Regions from separate parts of the Mus musculus genome. Here regions 1, 2 and 4 are each linked to region 3. Evidence: chromatin contacts called from public promoter capture Hi-C data. All regions are on one chromosome and are shown on one strand. Each heading gives the region's core, a stretch centred on a gene start, on an enhancer-like site or on the middle of the called end of the contact. The rest is flanking DNA. Distances are from core to core; before and after follow the strand shown.

The links. Promoter capture Hi-C pulls out the DNA fragments that hold promoters and counts their contacts.
Region 1: a contact with region 3 is called in a promoter capture Hi-C map of liver, with 3 times the contacts expected there. The contact joins the promoter of Kpna3 here to the promoter of Pinx1 in region 3. A contact is called at or near these places in 2 of 39 promoter capture datasets (liver and pre-B cells) and 1 of 115 datasets of contacts at active chromatin or transcription factors (astrocytes).
Region 2: a contact with region 3 is called in a promoter capture Hi-C map of pre-B cells, with 3 times the contacts expected there. The contact joins the promoter of Tnfrsf19 here to the promoter of Pinx1 in region 3.
Region 4: a promoter capture Hi-C map of liver shows a contact between it and region 3, with 3 times the contacts expected there. The contact joins the promoter of Spryd7 here to the promoter of Pinx1 in region 3.

The regions. Positions count from the first base shown.
Region 1 is chr14:61,438,617-61,441,316 of GRCm38.p6, reverse strand. It overlaps Kpna3 (karyopherin (importin) alpha 3), which reads left to right and starts at 1,370. Exons shown (of 17, transcript NM_008466.5): 1 at 1,370-1,594. The coding sequence starts at 1,526.
Region 2 is chr14:61,045,554-61,048,253 of GRCm38.p6, reverse strand. It overlaps Tnfrsf19 (tumor necrosis factor receptor superfamily, member 19), which reads left to right and starts at 1,399. Exons shown (of 10, transcript NM_013869.5): 1 at 1,399-2,139. The region is part of intron 2 of Gm41167 (a long non-coding RNA gene); the gene reads right to left.
Region 3 is chr14:63,859,022-63,861,721 of GRCm38.p6, reverse strand. It overlaps Pinx1 (PIN2/TERF1 interacting, telomerase inhibitor 1), which reads right to left and starts at 1,410. Exons shown (of 7, transcript NM_028228.3): 1 at 1,275-1,410. The coding sequence starts at 1,293.
Region 4 is chr14:61,555,550-61,558,249 of GRCm38.p6, reverse strand. It overlaps Spryd7 (SPRY domain containing 7), which reads left to right and starts at 1,364. Exons shown (of 5, transcript NM_025697.4): 1 at 1,364-1,729. The coding sequence starts at 1,624.

The DNA.
Region 1 (2,700 bases), core at 121-2,620, 2.4 Mb after region 3:
ACTCTGACCTGGCTTATTTTGATCGTATGTAGCATAACACTTCACATAAGCTTATATTGGCAGAAGATTCTTGTGGTGGTTTGAATAGGAATGGCCTCCTAGCCTCATGTGTTTGATTGCTTGGCCCATAGGGAGTGGCAGTATTAGGAGGAAATATGACACTATGGGGTGGGCATTGGGTCTCCTATGCTCAAGCTAGGTCCCTCCTGGGGCACAGTCCCTTTCTGCTGCCTGCGGACCAAGATGTAGAACTCGCAGCTCCTTCTCTAGCACTGTCTGCCTGCATACCTCCAAGCTTCCTGCCATGATGATAATAGACTGAACCTCTGAACTGTAAACCAGCTCCAATGAAATGTTTTCCTTTATAAGAGTTGCCATGATCATGGTGTCTCTTTACAGCAATAGAAACCCTAATTAAGACAATTCTGAAATGTAATAGTCTCAGATAATAATCAAATAAAGTCCACCTGCTGTAAAAACAAAAGCAAAACAAAAAACAAAACAACCAACCAACCCAAATCAACCAAAACCTGTTATTGTTCCAATGAGAAGCTAAAGGGAGATGGCAGTCTGGAGTCTGCAGCCCTAGGGTCTGATTAACTGCCTGAAGGTTACATTGTGTGTTAAGGTGGACTAAGGCATGGGGTCATAGAAAGGTAGGGCTGCCAAAGTGAAGGCTGCACAAGGATGCTTGGAGAAATCAGGGGATACTAGAACACATTTTCTTTTTTAATGAGAATTTACTAGTTACTGTTTTGATCTGACAGATTTTTGAGACCAACAATGTCTCTGTTCTCATTGAGTTTAATAGAGGTGCAAGAAGCAAGCATAAACACACACATCACACTCACATGTATTTGTGGAGTGGAAACAAGCGTGCTATTTATAAAACCGAAGCAGAGCAAAAGAACAGGGTTTGAGGGTGGCTGCTATTTGAGGAGACCCTAAAGAAGCCAAAAGCGCAAAGCACGCGTGGCCGTTCTTTTTCTAATTTTCCAAGCTGTAGGGAGCAAGGTGCGCCCCCGAAGCTCCGCCTCTCTCTCCCGATAGGCCGCAAGGTGCCATCTCCAGAGTTTCCCCGCCCACCACCCCGCCCAGAGGTGGGGCTTCGAGCCCGCGCTCAGAGAGCGCCGAGCCGAAAGCGCGCGCACAGCCCTCCCGGCATGCTTCTCGTCCTCTCACGGCGTGGCTCAGACCCGCGCCTGGCATGCTGGGAACTGTAGTTTCCGCCCTCCGCCCCGCTTCAGCGGTGGCGGTAAAAGCGACTAGGTCGGGCTCCATTTCTAGCACATGACTAGCGGCTGTGGGGAGGCCCTACGAAGGGGTGAGGGCAGGGTCACCGCGACAGCCGGCAGGCCAGCGCCCTGGCCTTCTCCGGCGCGCGCCTCTCCTCAGCGCCGCCCCCGCGCCGCGGCCACCTCGCGCTCCAGGCGTCACGGAGCGCGCGCTCCTCCCCCTTCGTCCCCTCCCGCTCGACTCGCCGCCGCCGCCGCAGGAGCAGACGCCTCCGGAGCCGCGCGCAGCCATGGCCGAGAACCCCGGCTTGGAGAACCACCGCATCAAGAGCTTCAAGAACAAGGGCCGCGATGTGGAGGCGAGTGTGCTCCGGGGCCGGCCGGGCCGGGCGGCTGGGAGGGGAGGGGCGGGGGCCGCGGCCGCTGGCTCTCGCCGGCTGGCGGTCAGTCGGAGTTGGCCGCCGCCTCGGGGCGCCGCGGCCCGGGCAGCAGCCGCCCTCTGAGCGACTAGCGCGGCACCTGGGACCACTGAGCGCTCGGCCCCGCTGCGCGGGCGCGGCCTGGCGTCGGAGGGGAAGGGATGTGGAGCCGAGGCGGGGTCCGCGGGCCGCGCGGGAGGACGGACCGGGATGCTGCCGGCCCGCGTGCCACCCGCACCGCCGGGGCCGGGCCGCGCCGCCGCTCGTGTCCGCAGCCGGTGCAGCCTCCCGCGCTGCCGCACATGGAGCCTCGGTCCCCGCGCTTACCTTGTGCGAGCCGGGCCCAGGCGGGCGGTGGCAGCCCTCAGAGGGGGGTGGGGACCAGCCGGGTAACTGACTTGTTTGAGGGTGGTGGATGGGGGAGGGTAGGATGCGCCAAGACCATTTTCTTATATTCCAGTGCGGTCCTTTGGACCAGTCTTCCCGAGCTGTTGCAGCTCATACCCCTGTGACTGCTGGCATTTAGAGCGAGCTAAAGGTGGACAATAGTTTACCATCTATTGTGTTGAAGCTTTGGGAAGGAGGTTGTGCAGACCTCTGATCTTGGGTTTTTTTTTTTGTTTGTTTGTTGTGTTTTGTTTTTTGTTTTTTTAAAGCTCGTCTTGGAGTCGAAGTGTGAATAATAGGAAAATAATTTCTTTCACCTGTTTTGCAGAAATAAATTGGATACATAAGATTCCTACGTCCTTGTATATACCACATGCCACCAAGCTAGTAGATTTTCCAAGTGGTTGCAAAACTGTAAACATTCATTGTGGTCACTCAGTTTGCTGCTACTCAGCATGTTGCCATTGTCTCATTAAGGTGACATTAGCAGCTACTATTTGCAAACTCTGCTTATTGAGGTAGCGCTAGAGGTCTCACTGCTCCTACTAAAACCAATGAAGTGTAATAGCACAAACTTCACTGGGACCCAACCTCTGGATTTGATGGGGGAAATAGTTTTAAGCCCATCCCCTTTTCTCTATTCTAATAGTAGGGAATAT
Region 2 (2,700 bases), core at 150-2,649, 2.8 Mb after region 3:
CAGAGATAAGAGCACCTAGCAGTTTCCATTGGCTCTGGAACAGCAAACTTGATGAAGGCTCTGGGCATGGACCCTAGACCATGGAACATCTGGGTTACCTCAGAGAAAAGTCAGCCTTCTTGGAAATAGTTTGCCCCTGATTTCATGAGTCCTTGGAGCTCAGGAGCTCTGTAGGTACAGGTGTCTTGGGATAGTATGCAAAAGCATGCCTGCTCATTTGAAGGATGTGAGGCTGGGTACATTGTTCAATTGGTGGAGTGCTTGTTTAATATGCATGAAGCCCTAAGTTCAGAAACCATAATCACATAAACTGAATGTAGCAGTGGATGTCTGTAATTCCAGCCTTTAGGAGGATCAAGAGTTCAAAGCTGTCTTTGAATAAACAGCACTTTTGAGGCCAGCTCATGACACTGGAGACCCTGTCTCGAAAAGGAAAAAGAAAACAAACAAGTACAAAGTAAGCCCCATGTGTCTCAGGGACATTTCAGAGATGGAGGGCATGAACAGGCCCTGGGGTTCAGCCTCCACCTCCCACTGGGGAAAAATACTGGAAACCAAATAGATCTATTTAAGTGTTACAATGAACTCACAAACCAAGTATTTTGCCATCAAGATTTACACAGGAATCAAAGACAGCTGGAGATAGACAGGGCATAAACTATTTTTAAATATCACACCAGGAAAAATGAGATGCAACTGATAAGAGAAGGAAGTCACAGGAAGGAAGTGGGTTCCTCTAAGGGTGCTGCAGATGATATTTTTCAGTGCCCTTCTGCAAACAGATGCAGTTCCATCATATAATGGAAATCTTTTCTCTCTCCCAGAATAAACAGCTCCATGTTCAAAAACATGCCACATTCCGACCACAGTGCTTTACCAGCCTCGTGGGTATTCTAAACAACGGACACTAAGTTCCGTTTTACAGTACAGAAAATAAGGTGGCGATTTCTCAGCTGGATCCAAACTGTGATTTGTGCTTTGCCTGGGACAGAAGCTGTGGAGTGATTGCAAGCAAATGCTTTCCTCTAAGTCACCTTTCTGTGACTTTTAGGAGTCGCTAGAGGTATCCATGATTGCAACTCAGAAGGAAGGCATCCTTTGTTGTTGTTGTTTTATTAGGACCCCAAATTTAGATTAACAAGCTTCTGACCCAGGTGTCCAGTGAGCTAGTGGCGGTATCTCTGTAAGTTGTAGTATCCACTCCTTCACTCAATGAAAGCCATACTTGACTGGCGCCACCTGTAATACTTTCACCAGGAAAAGACATTTTACTAATTCTTAAAGACTTGTCGCAGTATGTGTGTGTTGGGGTGGGGAGCCGCGCGCGTGGGGTTGGGGGTGGGGAATCAAGCTTTTTAAAACGTTTGCCTGTGACCCTGGCGGTGTAAGGCAGGTGTTCGGAGAAACGGCCTAATTAAACACTGCTGTGCCGCTCTGCTGCGTTTCGGACTACCCTGCTCTGGTAGGGACTTCGTGCTTTTTGTCACAGGCAGCGGCTTGATGCTGTCTACTGGAACCTGCAACGATCCAGGACCTTACAGGCCCGGAGCACAGAGGCCCAGAGCAGTCCTGGTGTGTCCCTCCCAGCCAAGAGACACACTGCAGGGCTGTCGCGGGCGAGGCACAGACCAACGCGACTAGAAATCAGGCTGACTGGCTTCTCCCGGCCAGCCCCACGGCACGGCATGATGTCATGGGAGCTGCCACTCAGCGAGATGAAAGGGATGCGGCGCAGCAGCGCTGGCACTAGGCAGCCCAGCTGGGGCACCGCGAGAGAGAGCTGCAGATCCAGCCGCTCAGCCCAGGCTGGGGAAGCCTGCTCTCCAGAGCTGGGGCAGAACAACGTGGCCCACGTTTAACAAAAGAACCAGACGGTAGCGAACTTTCTAGATCTGCGCGCGTAGCGAGTAAACTCAGCCTTGCCTTTGATGCGCAGCAACTGATCGGCGATCAGATTACAGGCACTCCATCTCCTAGTTCGCCTGCCTTTGATCTGCGCGGGTAATCCATTTTCCTGGATTTGAAGTTTGTCTGGGCTTGCGCCCACACACATTTTTGGGAAGGTAAAAGCGTTTGGCGCGGAAGTGCTACCAAGCTGCGGAAAGCGTGAGTCTGGAGCACAGCACTGGCGAGTAGCAGGTAGGCGTTCGTGTGTGGTTGGAACTTTCACTGCGTTTTCCTCGCATGTTCAAAGGGGGAAAAATGGCTATCAGCTCCCAGCAAGCATGCCTGAAGCCAAGTCCAGCACCAGGCTGCGTGCACGTGAAACTGAATTTGATTCTTGATGCAATTGTTTCGCGGTTTGCACAAGAGTTTGATATCTGTCATGCAAATCTTACTTGGAAGTGAGTAGTTCCAACAGGACAAAAACAGAGCCTCGCTAATGTTTGTTGCCAGCAGGGTTTCAGACGCTGGAAGCTGGGCTGGAAAACCTCCTCTTACTTTATTTAGAAACGGTGGGATTCTGTTAACACCCCCTCACTCCCACCCCACCTTCCTTTCTCTTCCCCTATCTCCCCCCACCCTACGGAGCAAAACTCCTCTCTAGCAATCCTAGCAATATTACTACTTTATTCTCCGGCCTCCGGGAGATGTGAATCTATCGCACATGTGTCCTTGCCATTCGCATTCCCAAGGGAATCTCTGCAAAGGCATTTAGGACTGAAGCCTTTCAAGTGTAAAGCGGAGGAACTCGGAAAC
Region 3 (2,700 bases), core at 161-2,660:
CAACAACCTGGTATATAATATACTCAGCACAACACTGTCTTGCTCATGAGCACAGCAAAGACAGCCATATTAACCAGTGCTCTGCATGTGTGTGTCAGACCCATGTGTGGAGAATGCCTGCCAAGGGTTGCTGACCAAGGTTTGTAAGGAGCCCGCCTCTCCCCTAAGAAAGGCATCCCTGTCACATACTGACCCAAGATGCACTGCCCTGCTGCATAAAGAACTGGCTGTCAGGTCACTTGTTCATCCTGTATACCACTGACATTCCAAACTAGATTCATCCAGTTACCTCACTAAAATCTTTAAAGCCTGGGTGAGGCAGAGACTAGTTCATTTTCATGGAAGTAGAGACCAGGTGAACTGCCAGGAAGAGGGATCTACCTAGAAAGAGCAGTTTCCAGTCTATAACCTATTGAGCTGCCTTCAGGAAAAGCAGTGTGCTCCACTAAAACATGCTTTGTTCTAAAACGCCACAGTGACTTTTTTTGTTTGTTTGTTTTGTTTTTTCGAGACAGGGTTTCTCTGTGTAGCCCTGGCTATCCTGGAACTCACTCTGTAGACCAGACTGGCCTCGAACTCAGAAATTCGCCTGCCTCTGCCTCCCGAGGGCTGGGGTTAAAGGAGTTCGCCACCACTGCCCGATAGACACGATGGCATCTTTTAAAAAAGAAAATAATATGTTTATGTTCTTTGATAGCTACACAACTTCCAGGAAAAGTTAAAAGCCAGTTCTTTGTGAGCATCACACGACTGCCAACTGGTGGCAAGAATCCATAGCTACACGTAGTCTCATTCAGGAACAAAGTAGCTTCTGGGGAGGGAATTAGTGGACTTCAGAGGCTAACCACAGCTACTATCTCTCAGTCTCGATTAAAACCATTCATCAGCCTGCACTCCGGTCAAGAACTTATCACTGCCTGACACTTGTAATCCTTCTGCTTTTTTCCTCTGGGTCCAATACATTTTGGACAGTTGGAATTCAGGGCCTGAAGCGATGCTATGGGACCTATCTTTGTGAAACCCCAGGACACTTGGTTCGAGCCTGGAAAAGTGAAAGAATCTCCAGGAACAACAGTCTGAGACTCGGTGTCCTGAATGTCGGAATGCACGCGTGCGCGCACGACCCGAGCCTTTAGTACCAGGAACTGAGTCTGCGGGACGTTGCTGTTCTCTGTCCCTCGCGGGCCCGGCAGTCACTGCTGTCCCCACTCGGGCCTGAACACCCGCGCCCCCGTCATCCCATCACCCGGTCGTCCAGCTCGGCAGACACTCACGCTCTGCTAGCATCGACATTGTCTCAAGTTTGTCGAACGCTGCCTCTGGCCTGACGCCCAGCGGTTATGAGGAACCTGAAGCGCGGTTAAGGAAGAAGCCGGCTCGGAAAGCACGCCGGGTGGAGAGCTTCGCTGGGGCGCGTACTACTGACGTCACCACGCGCGACTCGCTACCAACTGCATGAAGCGGAGGGGCGGACCCGCCTTGGGGGACTGAGGCACAGATTCTTTCTAGGGCTGGGGCAGAGCTGGTTCGTGCGCAGTTCGCAGTTTAACTCTGAAAGCGGGTGTGCAAGCAACCTTAGAGTTGTCCGGGGTTCTGTGAACCATGGGTACATTTAAAGAGCTGGAGAGACGGCCGAAGAGGAAGGTATTGGCACTGGAAGGGACCTATGCTCTTCACACTCTACCTCTGCCCATTGTGGGATGCTGAGAGAGGAGGGAGGGAGGGAGAGAAGGCAGAAACAGCCACCTAGCTGGCAAAGTCAAATGAAACACCGTGGTTTTGTGCTTAACGGCCGGCCGAGAAATGTTAACTCTTTCGTGGTCTTCGCTGTGACAGACTTAAATCCCAGAGGCCTTTCCCAGTTCCATCGCTCTCCCTGGCATTTTTGCTCAATGCGTCCTGTCACATTCTGTTCCCTCTTTTTGCTGTCCTGTCTCCTCCAAAGGTGTGACCTCAGCTATCTCCCACGCTGTTTATTTGCCCTTTTTTCCTCTAGCCTCTCCCTTCAACGTCCCTTTCTTTGTCAAGGCTTCGACTTCCAAATAGACCTTAGCTTTTCTCAAATCTTCTTTGTTTAGCCATGCCTTCAGCACCGGCCAGTGCCCTTACCTTCCAAAGGCTCTTCTTCCCTCGTTTTGTCTTTCCTTAGGAAGGTCACATCCATTTTTCATCAGACCTAACAAGATACCATGTAGACCCCCGATGCACTCAGGGCAACTCTTCTATGATGCAGTGTGCTGGTGAAATAGGGCTGTGCTGGAGGACCTGAGAATCAGGCATGACTGTCACGTTTACCTACCTGTAAGATGAGGACATTGATAGCCCCCAGCCAAGAATGATTGTGTACTTGACCACCAATTATTAACAAGAAAGAAGAGGCAGTAAATGTGACCGTGTGGCAATGGGGCTGGGTCTGACCAAATCACCTACTTAGGATATCTGGGCTTTGCCCCAAATCCTTTCCCTTTCCCTGGGCCAGGGTTCCTGTTCTAGATAACCAAGCCCAAGCCCAGGTAAACGGTGAGCTTTAAAGAAGGAGGGCACACAGGAGCATTTCCTCACATTCAGTGAGGACACCAGCTTTGATGTATGACCCCTCACTCCTCTCTAAAAGATCTTTACAGGACAAGGCAGATTCACCAAAGAGTAGAATTCCTGGTGAGTGTCCCTGGATCACAGCATCAGCTACCTTTGAAAGTC
Region 4 (2,700 bases), core at 115-2,614, 2.3 Mb after region 3:
TTTATTTATGTATTTGTTTATATTTTATGTGCATTGGTGTTTGAGGATGTCAGATCCCCTGGAACTGGAGTTGCAGACAGTTGTTGTGAGCTGCCATGTGGTTGCTGGGCATTGAACCCAGGACCTCTGGAAGAATAGCCAGTGCTCTTAACTGCTGAGCCATCTCTCCAGCCCTAAAAATATTTTTATAAATAGAAGAAACCAAAGTCTGAAATTTTTCCCTCATCCTATGGCTAAAAATCTCAATAAAGTATATTTACACTCAGGTGACTAAAAGGTTATGTATGGGAAACCATTACTAAAGAATTGGGAATTTTTGTTCAGTTTTCCAGGATTTGATGAAGACCCAGAAAACTTCCAGGGTGGGAATCTTATCTTGGAAGAGAGGTTTGAGCCAGATTCTGTTGGGACACCATGGGGTGTGAGGGATAACGACAGACAGATAACAAGTGACCCCCACTGGGGCCTTCCTTCGATATGGTAATAGGAAGCAGCAGACCCCCGTAAGAGCTGAGTTTCTCTTCACCCTCTCTCAGGGCATTCCCTTCACATTTCTAGGAACCATTGGTGCACCAGAAAGCTGAGTAAGACTGTCTGATCGGAAAGCAAGCCTGAAGACCTGAGTTCGATTCCCGGATCTCCAAGGTAGGGGGAAGAAAACCTATTTCTGAGAGTTGTCTTCAGACCTTGCCGTGGCACGAGAGCGCCTGAACGCACGTCCTGAGCACGAATATACAATAATGACTTTTTAAAAAGTCGTCTTTCGGCCCTGTCCCGACCCCTTCCCGTAGTCCCCTCATAAGGGTGACTGCTTGCAAGTCCTGGGTCCACGCAGCAATCAACCCAATGATAAACGCCGGTGCATGGAAAATGCGAAGAGCCTCGCCGCACACCCAAAGACCGGGTCCTCGGAGTCTGCGTGGCAGGATGCGGAGAGCCGGAGAGTTCCGACGGAAAACTCCCGGGCGTTTTATTAGCTCCATGCCCAAAGGAGGTCTGCCGATCCCTAAAAATCACTGCGGAGCCGCCCCAGGCAGCTACCAGTAGCGCGCCGACACAGCACGGAGCTACTACGGAGGCTGAGGCGGTCAGGGCTGGAGTTCCAGACCCTATAAACAGCACAGAAGGCCCTGTCAAACCAGCAACAACCACAGCCGCAGGGAATCCCGACGACTCTCAGCTCCACCATTCACCTGCCAGCCACAGGGCCTAGGGGAGGACGCCGCAGCACGCCTGCGCACGCCGCCACGCCCACCCCATGTCAGTCAGGCCACTGGCCACGCCCACTTTCAGAAACCCGGACCTTTTCCCCAACTCCGCCCTCTTCCAGGCGTCAGGCCACTGGCCCCGCCCTCTTTCAGTCAGTCAAGCCCGGGCCCCTGCTCGGCTCTCTACAGCGCCCTGCCCACCCGCCACACCCTCTTTGACTTGGGCTGGCCGCTGGCCCCGCCCACCTCCCGACACCGCCCCGCCCCTCCGGGCGGTCCTCGCTCCTTCGCCGGGGGACCTCGCCTCAGTCTCCGCTTCGCCTCCCGGCCCTGGCGTCGCTGTGCGGGCTGCGAGGCTCCCGCGACCCAGAAGCACTCGGGCGCGGGCGGAGCGGTGGGGCTGTGTAGCTACGCCATGGCCGCGTCGGCGTGGTGCTGCCTGCGCTGCTGCAGGGACGGCGGGACTGGCCACATTCCTCTCAAGGAGATGCCGGCCGTACAGTTGGACACGCAGCACATGGGTAAGGGCCTCCCGACTGGACCCAACCGCCCACCGAGGGCCGAGGGAAATGGGGCGGGGACCACGTGACCACGCAGCCCCCTGTGGCCTCTCTGGCCTCGGTCATCGGGCATGGGCTGTGCCAGCCTCCCAGGGCTGAATCTCTCAGAGAGGAGTCAGGTGTTCCCAGGTGAGGAAGCGGGGGCGCTCGCCCGCCCGCCCGCCATCAGTGCCCGGGTGTCGAGTGTCACCTAGTGTTTGCTGAGTCCTGTCTTCAGCACTATCAAATATAGGCTGAAGCTTGTTCTGGGGGAGTAATTTTCCCCTCACTTCCTGAAGCCCAAACAGGGCCGGTTGCAGAAGCCTGGAGTAGAGCCTCAGGTCGTAACAAGCCACTTCCACTAAAATCTCCATTGCTGGACACCTTAGTCACTGTTGGGAACGCTGTAATTTTATCTGACTCTCGCCATCGGGCCAAGCGATTGCAAAATAGAACAGTGCTCCTTCTCATCCATTTTTTTCCAGTTCCCAATGGCTTTATAATTAATTTAATAATAATTTCTCATCCAACATTCCCCCCCCCCTGTAGCATCTTTTTCTACATAGGATTACTTCAGTTCTTAGACCCTTTCCAAGCTTCTGGAATATTATCCAGGCAGATTTCCCAGAATAATTATTTCAGTTAGAGTGCTGTCTTTTTGTGTATTATTACAATAAACTAATGCATTTTTTGATTTCCCCAAATACCTCATTGTCTAAAAGACTGTATTTAAGTAACACAAGCATTCTTAATATCTACAACAAAACTCTTTTCTGCCCAGATAATCTACAAGTCTGGAAACATTGCCCATTATATTTTCTATTGCAGTACTATACGCAGTCGTCGTTTACTATGGTGTACAGTGCCACCACAAATTTACAGTCTCTAGTACAGAATTTCAGTACTAAATACCTTTAAGCCCCTATCCATCACTATAGACAGTGGATGTTCAG